2 separate regions of the Anas platyrhynchos genome follow, and region 1 is linked to region 2. The links are chromatin contacts, called in public Hi-C maps. All regions are on one chromosome and are shown on one strand. The core of a region is the stretch at or near the end of the contact, and the rest is flanking DNA. Distances in the headings are between cores, read along the strand shown. Region 1 has its middle 20 kb from the start of WDR5. Region 2 has its middle 74 kb from the start of COL5A1.

What was found. A called contact is a pair of places that touch in the nucleus more often than the background predicts.
Region 1: a Hi-C map of subcutaneous adipose tissue shows a contact between it and region 2, with 5 times the contacts expected there. The contact joins two enhancer-like sites. A contact is called at or near these places in 6 of 8 Hi-C or Micro-C datasets (F1 follicle, liver, skeletal muscle and 2 more).

Annotation. Positions count from the first base shown.
Region 1 is chr18:8,825,680-8,833,049 of IASCAAS_PekinDuck_T2T, forward strand. No RefSeq gene overlaps it. Among named protein-coding and RNA genes, the nearest start is that of WDR5, 20 kb to the right of the region's middle. Within about 2 kb of position 2,757, at least 3 of the 8 cell types and tissues checked have an H3K27ac peak or open chromatin away from gene starts, as enhancers often do. A contact at or near this core is called in subcutaneous adipose tissue, where this site is marked.
Region 2 is chr18:8,649,658-8,657,104 of IASCAAS_PekinDuck_T2T, forward strand. No RefSeq gene overlaps it. Among named protein-coding and RNA genes, the nearest start is that of COL5A1, 74 kb to the left of the region's middle. Within about 2 kb of position 4,119, at least 1 of the 8 cell types and tissues checked has an H3K27ac peak or open chromatin away from gene starts, as enhancers often do. A contact at or near this core is called in subcutaneous adipose tissue, where this site is marked.

The DNA of each region.
Region 1 (7,370 bases), core at 1,507-4,006, 170 kb after region 2:
CCCCAGGGCTTGCAAGCAGAGCAAAAGGGGGAAAGGGAGAAAGCAGAGAAGAAACTTTCTCAAATAAAAGAGACTCGGTAGTTTAGAGCAAACTTTGCACTAGCCAAAGACTTGACCTTGTGTTCTCTCCTAGGAACAAACAAGAGAAGAGTGTGGATCGCATTATTTTGCCTGAAATTTGGAGTGGATCAACCCCCTGCTGTTCCTAGCTCCTGAAGTGAGTGGCTATAAACAACACGCATTTCCCGAGGATGAATTAAACAGCGAGCCTGAGTACTGACTGTATTTTAAGAGATGTTTATTTGTCCTCGCTGCTGCTCTACAAAGAGTTGCACAAGGGCTTATTAAATTTTAACCCCACATTGTTCCTGGGTAAACACTGCCCTTCACCCAGCGTGCCGAGTGCTCGCAGCCCCAACAAGCAGCCGCTCACCAGAGCCCCCAGCGTGCAGGATCCCAGCACCACGGTCCTGAGCCACCGGCACCACGCACGGCCCCGTGCTGCCCCTGCTGGGGCTCGGAGGGCTGCTGGAGGCTTTTCTTTGGGTGCTGGGGAAGGCTGCTGCCCGGCTGTGGTTTCTGTCACTGGGGCAGCCAGCTCGTTTCGTCTTTCCTACAGACATCCAGAGGTTTTTCTGCACCTTTCTGCCAAAAAAATCGCTTTGTGAGAAGGTGGGGAAGACCTCGGTTTGCAGAAGGGTAGCCAAGCCAGCAATGTACATCTGGGCTCCTCTCCTCCTCTTTTCAGAGCATGGAAAGGGAAAGGGTGAGAAACTGGGACCGCTGGCCAAGGAGCTTGTTGCAGCTCCCCAGGATGCCAAGCCCTGGGGGCTGCCTTGTCCCGAGGTCCTCCTGCCCCAGCTCCCACCCCCAGCACCCTGAGGAGCCGGCACGCTGGACACGTGTGCCGTGGTCCGTCCCTCACGTCCCCTTCCTGCAGGCAGCATGGAGAGCTTCCAGCCCCCAAATTGGCTCTGCGGCATGCCCAGCATCGTTGGCGAACACAGCAAAAGGCTGAGGGGATTAGTGCTGAATGCTCGGGCTCCCCCCTCTCTGCAGCAGCTCTCGCCCTGCCTGCCCCGGTACCGTGGAGCTGGGCAAGCACCACGGAGCTGCCCGGTGCACCAGTGGTGAAACCCATCAGCAACAAAACAAGAGGCACAGCCCAGAGTTCTGCATTGCTGGGGGAAAAATATGGTTTTGCTGTTCACAAGGGCAAAGCGATGAGCATGAAAACAAACCCCAGCATGAAATCCAGGCCAGCTCTTCCTGCACTGCTGAGGACCCCAAGAAGCCATCACCTCCCCGTTTTTGGGGTGCTTTTGGGGGTGTTTCCCCTGCCAGGGGCTGTGGGATGGGGACACGCAGCCACAAGAAGCGAGATGCTGAGCAGGGTTCTCCAAAAAGAAGGCTCCGTGCCTTGCAGAAACATTTTTGAACTCATGTTTGTTCCCTCTCCTGGGTCTGGGCAGAATGTCAAAGCCTGCTCTGAGCTGGAAATATTTTAAGACTAGCACTCACTGGAGACTGAAACAATGGCAATTCTTTAGCTACTGAGGCTTTTATAAAAGGGCTTTTGACACAGAGGCTGCTTAGGGGTTTTTTTCGGTGTCGGTTTTTCTCCCGGAAAGCACGGTGCTCGTGCCCGTGCGTCTGTTTGTGCGCACACTTCTGCGTGTGCAAAGCCCCCTCTTGGCTCCCAGCTGTGCTTTTGGTGCGCAAGCCCTCGGGGATGCCCGCGGCGCTGCTCGGGCGCAGCCAGCTCCGGCGAGGAGGGAGGAGATGCCGATCGCACGGGATGCCATGCAGCGATGCAGGAAGAAGACATTTTCGAGTAAATGTCAGCTTTTGCGTTTCTGGGTTTGGGGCTTTTTTTAAACACGTGGGTGGGACTTTTAATGCCCACATGAAGCCGAGATGGTTTCAGTCTCCGGGGCTTATCCAGAAGATTCACACAAACACTATGGAAAGTGTCTCTTTGCTTAGGAGGATGAAATTTGACACTGCGGAGATTTTAGCCCGGTATTCCAGCCAGGAGCCTCGGTGGTTAGTGTGTCATATCTGATAAAGGCTAATCAGCCCTCCTTCAGGCACCATTCAATTCTTATTTTCATCTGCCTCCCGTGCGCGTTGCGTTCTCGGTGATTCGTACTCGCACGCAGGCAAACCAGTGCAAATTCTGCCCAACTCTGCTCTCCCCTGGACACGAGGCCAACGGGCAGGGCACAGGGTAGAGAAATGCACTGTGGGACCCAGCACCTTTGCCCACAGCCCCACTCCTGGCCCTGCCTGCAGCACTTTTGGCACCAGATTTTTGCAGGGGTACGGGCACAGGATCGCATGAGAGGCATTTTTCCAGCCAGCCCTGCCGTCAGCTGCCTGCCCCGAGCCCGGCTCCATGCCTGCCCTTCCTGCGAGGTGTCCAAAGCCTCCTCAACAATTACCCGAGTTGCTGTTTGTTCAGGCGATGTGGATTTAGCTCTCCAGCCTCACGTGTAGTGTGTGTATAGGGAAAGATAGATTGCCGCTACTTTCCAGTATAAATCACATTCCTTACAACACTCCAAAGTAGCATTTTCAACCTCAGGGTGCTAATAGGATCCAGCAGGAGAAAGAAATGTCAGCTAAGTAGCAGGCGCTGTTTGGAGAGTGCAATGGAGCTGATCCACAGCCCTGGGGCAAAAGGAGCAATCCCAGGGCAAAGGTTAAAGAGTTCAGGAGCACTTCAGCCTACTTAATTGCAACAGGCCTCTTACACAGTGCAAGATGGATGACTCAAGCCGGGCAAGGGGGGCAGAGCGGGGCCAGCAGCATCACCATCTGGAGGCAGGCAGGCGGCAGGGGACCACGGCGGAGGGGACGGAGGTGGCTCCTTGCCTCGAGCCACTGCTAGCCAGCAAGGTGGCCTGCGCCACACCGGGACCCCCGGCCACCAACTCTGTCCCCTCCACCAGCAGCTCATCCCCAGTCCCAGCCAAGAAATGGGAATTTCTATCGGAGCTGGCTGAAGGCACCAAGGTTTGGTTGCAGGAGCTCAGCACGGATCCGGGCTGATAAATACCCAGGAGCGAGAATACCTCCAGCTGCCAAGGAAAGGTTCCTTGCTCCCCCCAAATCCGTAAGGAATATTGTAAGGGGAAAGGAGAGGAATTGGTTATCGCTGCCGTTCTTGTCATTGTGGCAGGATTTGTTTTCCAATTCCCTCTTTTTTTTGTTAATCTTCAGAATCTGAAAATGTCTTGTATCAGCCCCAAGGTGATTCTGCTGGGAAGATGCCTCAGATAATATTTTTAGTAGAGTTTAGACTTGTTTTCTGACACTCATCGGAAAAAAAATGTCATCAAAAGCTGATGTTCTGCATGGAAAATGCCTTTTGAAATATTTTTTTTTTCTCTATCGGAAGGAAAAAAAAAAAAGTTTAGAATAAAAACATTTCTTCCAGGCCTCACGGGCGAGCTTTCTGCCGTTTCCCTGGTGATAAAAGCACGAGGCTGGATCCCGAGGCACCAGCACTTAATTCCCAGCACCATGACCTTGACGGAGCCCCTTCGGTCCAGCTCCACGGGGGGGGGGGGGGCAGATTTTTGCCCCAGCTTTTGGGGCTTTTTTGCTCAAGACGATGTCTGACGGGCTCGTGCCTCCTTGGGACACCCCGCTCCCCCCCATCACCACCCCCGTGTCCCCCAGAGGGGCTATCCTAGGGCTCCATCCCCTCATCCCCCATTGCTTTGGGGCTGCTTTAGATCCCTGCAGCCTTTTCTTGGGGTCGAGGAGGGGGTGAACTCTGCCGGGTAGCCCCGGGGACAGCCTGGTTTTATGGGGGGGCTGCCCCAGCTCCTCGACCCCCCCCCCCCCCAAAAAAAAAAAACCCCGGCTGGCGGCCCCCGGGTGCCCCCTGGTGGGGTGTGATGGAGCCGCAGAGCCGAGGCCTGCTTCGGCCTGGGGAGGCCCTCAGAGCCCCCCCTGCCTTGGGCACGACCCCTGCCCCCAGCCCAGGCTGCCCAAAGCCCCCCCAGCCCGGTCCTTGGCACTGCCAGGGTTGGGGGCAGCAGGGATGGAGCCATGGTGGCTCCTCGGGGCAGCCTGGGCCTCACCTCCCTCGTAGTGAATTTCTACCTCATATCTGACCTAAATCTCACTTCTTTTAGCTTAAAGCCGTTCCCCCTTGTCCTATCACTGACACAGAGACCCTCCCCAGCTGTCCTGCAGCCCCTTTTAGGGACAGACAGGCCGCTATAAGCCCCCTCTGGAGCCTCCTCCACACCCCCAGCCTCCCTCCACAGCAGAGGGGCTCCAGCCCCTCAGCACCCCCCCGGCCTCCTCGGGACCCCCTCCAACAGCTCCATGTCCTTGTGCTGGGGCTGCAAGGGGGGTCCCAACCCCAACACCCCCTGCCCACCTCCCTCCCAAGAAGCAGCCCCATCTCCAGGGCAAACATTCTCTCCAGGGCAAAACATTCATCGGCTTTTATTGAGGAGAGGGGCGAGGAGGGCGCTGCGCAGGAGCAGGGATGGGCGCACATCCCCCCTCTGAAGCTCAGAGACCCCCATCCCAAACCCCTTGGGGGGGGGTTCAGGAGAGGAGCAGGGCTGCCAGGAGGCAGGGAAGCAGCAGGCGGCCGCCGGCGAGCCGGGGGGAGCCGTTGCAGAGATCGGTATCGCAGCAGTGGATGCGGACCCCCGGCAGCTCCTGCTGCTGGCAGTGACGGGAGGTGGCACAGCCGCTGGTCAGCAGGCTGCCCAGGACCACTGCAAAGCAAGCAGAGCGCGGGGCATCAGGGACAGAGGCTGCGAGGCTTCGGGGTTTGCTGTGGGCAGGCAGGCGGGCAGAACTCACCGCTCTCTGTCTTAATGCAGAACCGGTGTTTGAAGCCCTGGTGGGAGTGGGAGCAGGTGATCACCTCGGGGTTCGAGCACCCCATGTCCACGTACTTGGTGCCAACGATGATGTTGCAGCCGTAACACTGGAGCCCGGATGCTAAAGGAGAGCATATGAAAACACAGCTGGTTGTTATTATTTTTTTTTTTCAGGGGAAAACGCTTCAACTCCTTCCTAGCTGTTCTCCACGGAAGGATTTGCAGCACTCGCTGCCTCGCCAGGTTGTGTTCAGCACTGAGTCAGAAACCAAATCTGCCCGCCGCTTGTTCACCCACTGGGCCCCAAAACGCAGAGCCAGCTCCCGCTAGAGGTCAGTGCGAAATCAAAGATTAGCCGGAGATTTGAGCTGGGATCAAATCACAGGAACAAGGCAGCTTTGAAACAAGGTTTGTAAAGAGTAAGTGAAACCTCCAAACCACAGACACCACCGAGCCTGGGCTCAGCCGCTCTCGGAAACAGCTTTTGCCTGTTTCTCCAAAATCCTCCAGTTTCAACCGTGCCTGTGCCAGAGTCGCTCACACTGGAGGGATCATTTAATTTTTGGTTTGGTTTTCTCCCTGCTTTTAACACAGGGTCTACAAGGGAGGTAAAATGACCCAGAATCAGAAGAGAAAGAGTCAGAGTGGCTGAGAGCAAATGTCCGTGAGCCCACAGCACTGGCAGTGCTTTGTCCCCCCTAGAGCCCTGCTTGCACTGGCGACAGCTCGGTCCTTCCCTGCAGGGTCAGTGGCTGTGTCTGAGAATGGCTCCCCCCAAAGCAGAGTGGGAATTAAGTCATTTTTCAAGTTCTTTAAAGCTAAATAAAAGGCATTCAGAGGATATTCAGCTACATCACTCACAGGGCTTAAGGCAAACACAGTACCTGAGACACATTTATTAACCGCAGCAACAGAAATCACGCTGCAGGCTTCCTCTGGCTGTTGCCTTCCCCCTGCCTCTTAATTATGACCTGGAGCCCTTCCCTGTCCCTTGCTCATTTGCTCCCAAACCTTTTTGGGGCGCTGTGTGAGCATCCCCGCACCCCTGGGCCCGGCAAGGGGGTCACTGGGGAAGGGGAGCCCCCAAGGATCCTGGCTCCTGGCCCACGCTTCTTACCCACATGCCCTCATACAAAACGTGACCATTTTTCCTAAAACTGCCGACAAGGCAACATGCAGCTACACCGCTTGGGGCAGGAATACCCCCAGATTCATCCTGAAAACAAATCACACTTTAGCAACCCGGGGTTGGGGAGGATGTGAAGGACCACAGCTCACAGGGGACACCCCGCACCCTGGGGACATCAGCACTTACCCTCCGGGAGGACGAACACCATGGTCAGCAGCGAGAGGATCCCCTGGGCACCTCCAGGCATGTGTCTCGAGAGCATGGGGGGGTCGGCCCCACAGCCCCCCCGGGGCTCAGAGGATGAACCCCAGCTGGTGGGGAGCGGGCACAGACTGCCTCTCCTCCCTGCTTTCGCCGGCCTCACTTTTCTCCTGGATTTTCTCCTACAAAGCCCTCCGCCGAATGAAGGCAGGGAGATGCGGTTGGCGTAGCAGAGCTGGCCCCGTGGCTCTGAGTCTTGTTCTGTTGATGCTTAATTTCTCCCTTTTCCTCCCGAGAAATTCTCTGATTCTTTCAGTTCATGCACAGACGTGAGTGCGTATGTGCTACCCTCGGTTATTTCTGTCCTATTTCCTCTGTCCACGATCGCTTCCCATTAATACTACTGTGCAGCAGCTCTTGGAGAGAAATTCTCCCTAATCAAGATTTAGTTTTAAATCCACTTCAAAATCCTCTAATTCAGTTGGATTAGGCAGAAGGGGTTTGGGGAGATGTGTTTTTACTTTTTTTTTTTTCTCTCTCTTTCTCCTTTCTGAGCTGTCTCATCTTCACAAGCAGACCCACTGGCTTTGTGTGACATATTGTGCTATTTAAAGAGGGAAGGAATATTTTTATTAAAGAGAAGTCGTCAACTAATTTTAAACCCAAGGCTCGGGATTCTGTAATAAAGTACAGCCCTGGGGGTGGCTGTTGGGGTTAAAGGGAAAACCTGATGGAGGCAGAGGTGGGTCTGGATGTACCCTATGCATTTGCACACAAGAAAATTGTTTCCTCATTAGAGCAGTGAGGAGCCAAATGGGGCCAAGGCTGGGCTTGCATCAGCTCTGGGGGGAGCATCACCAGGGCTGCTCGGGGTTGGGATAGGGTCTGTGGGTGCAGCAGAGGATCACACAGAGCCCTGATGGCCCTACAGGGCCAGGATCAGCCTCACAGCCACGTGGGGCCTCACGGACGTCACTGGATGCAGGATCAGGCCCCCAGACCTCCGCTGGCTCCCCCACGAGCAAAACCCCAGCTCTGAGCGGAGCTAATGGGACTTAGAGAGATAATGCTTACTAATAAGAGAGCACAACTGAATGCATGAGATTAAAAAATTAAAATGACAAAATAAGCTGCTTATGCAGTGCATCCAGCAACTGCCTGCTAGCACCTGGAAATCCCTGCCT
Region 2 (7,447 bases), core at 2,869-5,368:
GGTGGCTGGGGACCTGTTTTTACAGGCCAGATCCCCCAAACCAGGGCTTCTTACAGAGATGCTCAGGCAGAGGCTGCAGAATGAGTCGTCAGCTTTTGGTTTAGCGCCGTAAGGACCCGGATTTTGACTTTTAAAACACTTCTCTAAAACTCTATAAATAAATCACATTCTGTGCACTTGAGTCAACATTAGCCTAAAAACCACCCTCCTTACAGCTCATGTCAGGCAAATAAGACAGGCTTGATAACTGGAGAGAGTGATTTATAAAGGCACCATATGGGAGCTTGTCTAAGAATTATAATTGATTAGTGAGCAGCAGAAATATTGCCTCGGCACGGAGCACGACTACCTGGCCCTACAGCGACGCAGGTGTTAAATCCATCCCAAACCCCGCGAAATCCCACCCCATCCACAGCCCCCCGCAGCCGCCAGCTCCTCGAGGGGCTTCTCACCCCTGGGACTTGGGAGCGGAGGTGCTGGTGACTCGAGGCCAGGATTCATCCGAGGATAGCAGAGGTGGGTGTGCCGCTGCAGCAGTCCATCTGCCAAGCCTCTTTTATTTTCCTAGTGCTCCAGGAAGAACTTCTGGCCTGGGATCTGTCTAGACACCGCGGGCAGGTAGCAGGCGGTGGTTGTTCTCATGGCAATACCGCCGGGTGCTGACAGACAGTCCCAGACAGGCAGGGAGGGGAGGAAAGCACGGTGGCTTCTGCCTGAATTTGGGATCTGGGGCTCAGGGAAAGCAACCGAGACCCCACAGCACACCGAGCACTTTATCCGTGCCGGATCCATCCCCCTCCGTGTTGCAGCTTCCACAGCTTGCCCGAGGCTGGTCTGGTGCTCAGCATAAAGCCGAGTGTCTCTTGGCATATTCTGTGCCCAAAAAGTGCTCCATCACAGACCTGAGTGGCAGAAAGAGCCAAATGCAAGGCTCCGTTTAGAGCGCACGACAAAAATTCACATTTCCAGCGGCAGGCAGCACCCAGCGCACACGAGACAAGAGTTGTTGAGTTAATTAGAAATGTATATTTGATACCCAGCCCGAGCAGGGCCCCGCACGCTGCTAAGGTTTAATAATTGATTTGTAATTTATTTGCCCATTAATTCTTCCTCTTTCAGAGCGAAGCCAAGAGCTCGCGCGCACTCGTCCATCATCCTGGCCAGCGGCGCTGCAGCCCCTGCTCCCACGGAGCTGTCGGGGGTGACAGACTGGAGCCTCGTGCAGGCTGTAATTAGTTACTTACTTCAGGAGCTTTTTATAGGAGCCTGTGTGCCTCTTGAGAAAGATTAACAAAGGGTTTATTTCCTGCGGGCTCGGGCCGCGTGTCAGCAAAGCCCAGGCTGCAGGAATTATTGATTCCCTTTCCATAAGGTTTGCATTTTCAAGGTAAGTGATTTGGCTGTTACAGGTATCACGTCCCCGGGCCCCATTCATCACGGCGGCAGAAACGGAGCTGACTGAAGCACTGGGAGCAGGCTCGGGTTTAAACAGAGGCTGCAACACTTTCTCTCGCCGTGACCACGTATTGCCACAGGAAAAAAGAAAAGAAAAAAGAAAAAAAAAAAAAAAAAGAAAAAAAAAAGGTTTCCTGTTCCCAGCTAATCAGAGATAAAACCTAATTATGATCCCCAGGTGACTCCAAGATCCCTGGTCCCCTGCTCTCACAGAACCAGGGGGGTTACAGGGTTATTCCTCTATTCTCATTCCTTTTATTTGCTGTATGGTTGCTGAACCACCAGAGTCACGGTTTTCCAGCCTTTTCCTATGGAGCAGAGTGGAAGCCCCCGTTGCCTCTCCGAGTTTCCCGGATGTGCTGGAAAACAGCTCCAGCCCCCGTGGCCCTGCGGCCACCCAGACATCCGGGAGCAGCAGGACAAACGAGCAAAATAGCAGCAGGATGGAAAAGAACCTGAACAACAGCCATTGGCGAGCAGCAGAAGTGTCTTTGAATAGTCATGATGGACATTTCGCAGAGATAGAGATCGTGTTTTTAATAAAGAAACATGCAGATCAGCCGCTCGCTCTCGCACGCAGACGTCTGTCCCTGCCCGCCGCCGGTCTCCGCTCCCATCTCGGCAGCCCTCAGCCTCCTTCCACTGGCCTGAAAACCTCCGGCTGTCTAAAAAAGCTCTCTAAAGATAGAAGGCAAGAGGAAGGGAAAAAGGAGGCGATGTGGGAATGTGCACACAGTCTCCAAAGGGGGAGAAATGGGGTAGGGATTGCCAAGCGACGGCACCTCCCCATGTGGGCACGCAAGTGGCGTGGAGAAGCCCCCGGGAGGGTCGGGAGGCCCGGAGACAATTTTTGGCAGGAGCAATGCCATGGAACAAGCCAATCTTCGTGTGTGAAATCTCACAGAGAGCCGCTGCTATAAATAAGGGTGATGGATTGATTGCCATAAATCATAACCCCGCTGACATCGCGCAGCTCTCGCAAGCAGCGGGGATGTTCGTGCGGCTGGTTGCTCTCCCTTGGCAGAGGCAGGAGGGCGATTAGTCACCGGTTGTGCTTCCTGAAACCACCTCCTCCCTCCCCACAAGACAATGTCTTGGAGAGAAGGAAGGATTTGATGATTCTTGTGAAAAAGGCTATGACAGGTCTTAATCATTGGGTTCCCCAGCTTGGTAGGATCAAGCCCTCGTACTCCGGGGGGAAGTGTTGCCATCGGCAGAGTTACTGCTTATTTTGAGCAGGAGAAAATGAGAATCAACATCATCTTCCTTTGAGGTTAAAACCTCATTTCTACGGAGCTTGCTGGGATGGCAGGGTGACTGTAAGGCCGCCCTGTGCTCTGGATGGGGTCGAAGAGGATGTGTCCGCTCCCCTGGGCCAGCGGCGAGGTTTGGGCAGCTGGGGCAGTGCGAGGAGCTGTGTGCTGTGCCAGGGGCAGTGCCTGGGGGCTGTCCCTCCTAAGCAGCCACAGAAAAACCCCTCGGGGCTCTCCCTAGAGGCACAGTGTGGTTTAGTGGCCACAACCCAGGGCTGCACAAAAGCACCCGTTGACTTCGCTTGCTCTCGTTTGATCTGCCTGTAACTGCTGCGACTTCAGCAGCATCCTTCCCCATTTACATCCCCTGAAAGAAATGAGAATCCAGCCCAGGACCAGGTCCCCCAACACAGCACCAGTGGCCAAAACCCGACAGCCCCACCAAGACCCCCCCAGCCAGCCAGGGGACCGCTCCCCTCCTACAAACCCCTTAAAGCCTTTTCTGCAGCCGTATTTTTTTTTTATTTATTTTTTTTGTAAAGTTCAAAACGTTCTGGGCATAAATCCTTCTCTTCCCTTCCATGCTGCTGGAAGTTAGCTACTGGCTGTATATTTTTAGATTTTAAAAATGTCACCCTCAACTGCTCTGAGCGCACGTAAGTACTGTAAGAAACAAACCATATAGACTTCCTGTCAATAACGCCAGCCTCAGATGGACTCCCTGCAGCCCTGGCAAAGTAAATTATAGCCTTTCCCCCCCAAATGATGGCTGGCTGCTTATTATTGGCTTTCATCTTTATTGCCTCTTAAGGTAAAATGGTCGGAGTGACAACAGCAAATAGCTAGCCACAAATTGTCTCTCCTGCCAGCCTTCCTCCTGCTTGTCAGCAGGCTGAGATGCTTGGAGAGAGCATCACCCTGCAAGGATGCTGAAATGGGTTGCAGGTACCAAGTGGAAGCAACCCAGGGGACTGAGGCACTCAGAAACCTCCCCAAATCCCACCCAAATCCCCTGGACACTCTCTTTGCTCCCCTTGCCTCTCCCAGTCCCTGCAGGGACCAAGCACCCAATTTTTTCCTTTGTGTGAGAGCATCCTGTATTAGACACTAGTGAATCCACAGCTGGCTGGATGGTGCAAATGGGTCTAAATTATTTTATATTTTTTTTTCATGAGGCTCGTTCCTTGCTCAAGGCAGCAGTCCCCATAATGGGAACAGGAAGATTTACCAGCACACGAGGACCAGGGCTTCCCAGGCAGGGGTTAATCAGAGGGGTCTCTGGGGACCCACCTCCACCCTCCCGATAGCAGGAAATCGTCCGCAGCACGTTCCTTGCCATGAGGAGGGAAACATTTTTTTGGAGCAGGAACAGACAGGCCAGAGCAAGCTTTTCTCCTCCAACTGGAGCCTGACGGGAGGATCCGGTTTCAAAGGATTAGGTAATGTCTTCGCATCGCCCAGGAACCCACGTCCTGGTGTGTCTGCCCGGGCGGCGAGCCGGGAAGGGAGGCAGCTGCTGGTGGCTGGGGACACACTGCAGCAGCCCCCCCAGCTTGGTCCTGCTCGGGGAGCTGCTTTCCTCTGCCCACGGTGTGCGGTGTAACCCCAGGGGTGTTGGAGACCCCCCTGCAGCTCCACAAAGCCCTCGGCCCCTCCTGGTGGCGCAGCATCCTCGGGGACCCTCCGCCTGCTCCTTCCTCACCCCAACCAGGGCAAGCAGAGAGCGGTGAGGAAGGGGCAGGGAGCCCCAGAAATGGGCGCTGGTGTGCCAAATTCACAAGGGCAGAGCAGGAGGCTGAGAAGAGGGGCTGGGAGCAGCCTCTCCACTCCTTCCCTGCTGGCCAGCCTTGAGCGAGGCCGCTCGTCCTCCCTCCTCCGTCTCCATCCTGCCTCCCCGGCTCAGCTCTAAGCTCCTGCCAGGTAGCCCCTGCCAGGGAGAAGCATGCGGCTGCCCTTCTTGCAGGGCAGGATGCTTTCATGCCATAAATTAAAAGATCCAGACAAAACGAACACCAAGGGCTGTGTCCTCAGGACTCACAATGACTCCAACACAAGCTTTTTGTAAGAAAATAAATTAAATGACTCGGCTGTTTTACTCATCGGGCTGCTCTACCTTTCGCGGTATCCTAACAAACACTTGTGTCTTCATTTAATTTTCTTCAGCCTCGTACCCGCCACAAAAGCAGAAAGGCCGTCTGATAACTTTAATGAATTTCCATTTGACCCTCCCCCTGGGTTTTGGGTTGAGTGTTGAGTGAATGAGCTTTAAAAGCATCTTTTCATTTAGTCTTCCACAGCAGAAAATCGCCGAGCCAAGAATCATACCTCACTTTGTCAGTAGAAAAACAAGATGTGGGCTTAGCGGAATGGAGTTGCGTTGGAGCACGGTATGGAAAATCTTGCCTATAAAGCCAAACAAGGTTTCACTGCCAGTGTTGTAAGGCAGAGGGATGCGAAATTTTTGTGGCTAGGATTTCTCGCCTGTGCCTTGGGATCTCGAGCTCTTTGGAAAGGAAAGATACTCATTTTAGGCAACGCTTCCCTCCGAGCCTCTTATTAACCCTTTGTCATACTGCAAGGAAAAAAAAAAAAAAGAAAGAAAAAAAGGAAAAAAGGTTTTTGTATTCTGATGGAAAAATGAGGTCTAAACCTTCAAAATGCAGAGTTTTGTGCCGTGGGTTGTTGGTCTGCACACCTTGCTGCAGCAGGGGCTGTTACGGGCAGGGTGAGGTGGTTGCAGGGGGTCCTGCGGGGAGCTGCTGGGCTCTGGGATCAGGGGGAGAGCCTCGGGGGGAGAGCAAACCCAAGGCTGCCCAGGGGGCTGCGGGGGTTGGGGAGCTGCTGTCGGGAGGGGGCAGCAGCACTTTGCTCTTGGGCTGCTTGATTTGGCATGGCACAGCTGGGTTTGGCATGGCATGGCATGGCACAGCTCAGGATGGCTTGGCACGGTTCAGCACACCCCAAAGTCCCACCAGGGAAATGCCCAGAGCCCAGTTTCCACATGCCAGGCCCGCAGTGGGGAGCACTGGGCTGGGGAGCGCAGGGAAATTTGGGGGGGGGGGGGACCCGTGGAAATGTCACTGCTGCAGAAGGCCAAGGTGCCCTTTGTGGCAACAGCGCGAGGGGAAAGCTGCCCCCTGGGACCCTGACCCCGGCCCCGGGGCCGGCTGGGGTGAAAAGGCTGCTTGAGAGAGGTCAGGAGCAGAAAACTAACCTGCTTTTCTTTGGCAATTATGAAGTGACAAATTACCAGTGAAAGAGCTCATCTGTCTGTATTTATTTGTAGAGCCCCTCCTCGCTGCAAAGCCGAGGCATGGCGAGGACGGGGATCACAGCCCTTCTCTTAAGGATTTCAAAACAGTCTGCTGACACCTCACTCCATCTCTGTCAGCACTGGGGATGTGCAGAAATTAAGTGGCCAGCCCGGTGCCACCAAGCGGGATGTGGCTCCAGGAGCATCTCTGCACCCCCCCCTCCCAGCACAGCATCTTCCACGCTGGACCCCCTAATGCACCCAGAGCACCAGGATGGTGTTTTGCAGAGGAAGATGAAGCCCCCTCCCAATCCTACACCTCCAAGAGCTTGGGGTTTGGGGAAATCTGGCATTAGGAGGCTCCTGATAAAAGAGCGCTCTGGACCTCTTTGTATCTCTCTCCATGCGCCTCGTGAGGTGAGGGCCAATCCTGCACACAGCCAGCCCTGCCACAAAAAGCCCCGAGCCATTGCGTGTGCGAAACATTTCATTCCCTTACAACCATCTTCTGTTATCAAGGAATCAGGCACTTTGATCCCAGCTGAAGCTGGAGAAACAGCAACGAGTTCATGGTGCCACCCTCCTCCTCCTCCTGCTCCCTTTTCCCCCAGAGCAGGAGTTGGAGCCTGGGAAAGCGCCCAGCTTCCCGAGGGGGTGGCAGCAAACATGGCAAGGAAAGAAAAAGAACAGTGGGCAGCTTGGCTTGGCCTTGCCTTTTGTTATTAGCTGCTTTAAATATAGAAGCAAGCCTGATGTTCAAAGCAAAGCGTGGGTGTTGAGCCCACGGGTGGTGGGGACCCAGCCAACCCGTGGTGCGAGGGCGAGCGTTGGCCACGGAGCCCAGTTTGCTCCACCCCAGGAGAAGGGGAAAAGAAAAAAAAAAAAAAACTCAGGAAGGGAGGTAAATATTTGCTCTCCAAACACAAACTGCTGCCTGGAGGTTAACAAGACAAATAACCAGCCTCTGGAACGGGAGCCATCCCATGCGCGAGTGCAGCCGGCCGGGCGAGCCGCTGCTGGGTGGCCAGGGCCCACGGGTGCACCCCGGTCCCCAAGGTCTCCAAAAATGAGCAGAGGGGTGGCAGCTCGGGGCCGGGGTGGCATCGGGCTGTGTCCCCTCACCAGGGAGCAGCAGGCACCTCTGAGCCACCACCATCCTTTCTGCCCCCCCCTCCTCTGCCCTCTGCCAGCCACGTCCCTGGCTTCCCAAATGAAAAAATATTGCGGCAAAGTTAGGAGCGCACAGATCGTCACTAACCAAATTGAAACACCTATTTTCCGTCTCTATTTCACTGGCTCTGCAGCCGTCGGGGAGGATTTATCTCCGCTGTAAACCCAAGAGCAAGTTCAATCTTGTTTGTACCTGGCAACGGATCCAGGTTAAGCCAAGGCCACCGCTGGCTGCTCCACATCACGCGCGCGGTGCCGGGGGCTCACGGCACCTCCCCGCATGGCGATGTCCCTGCTCCAAAGGCACCAACTTGGC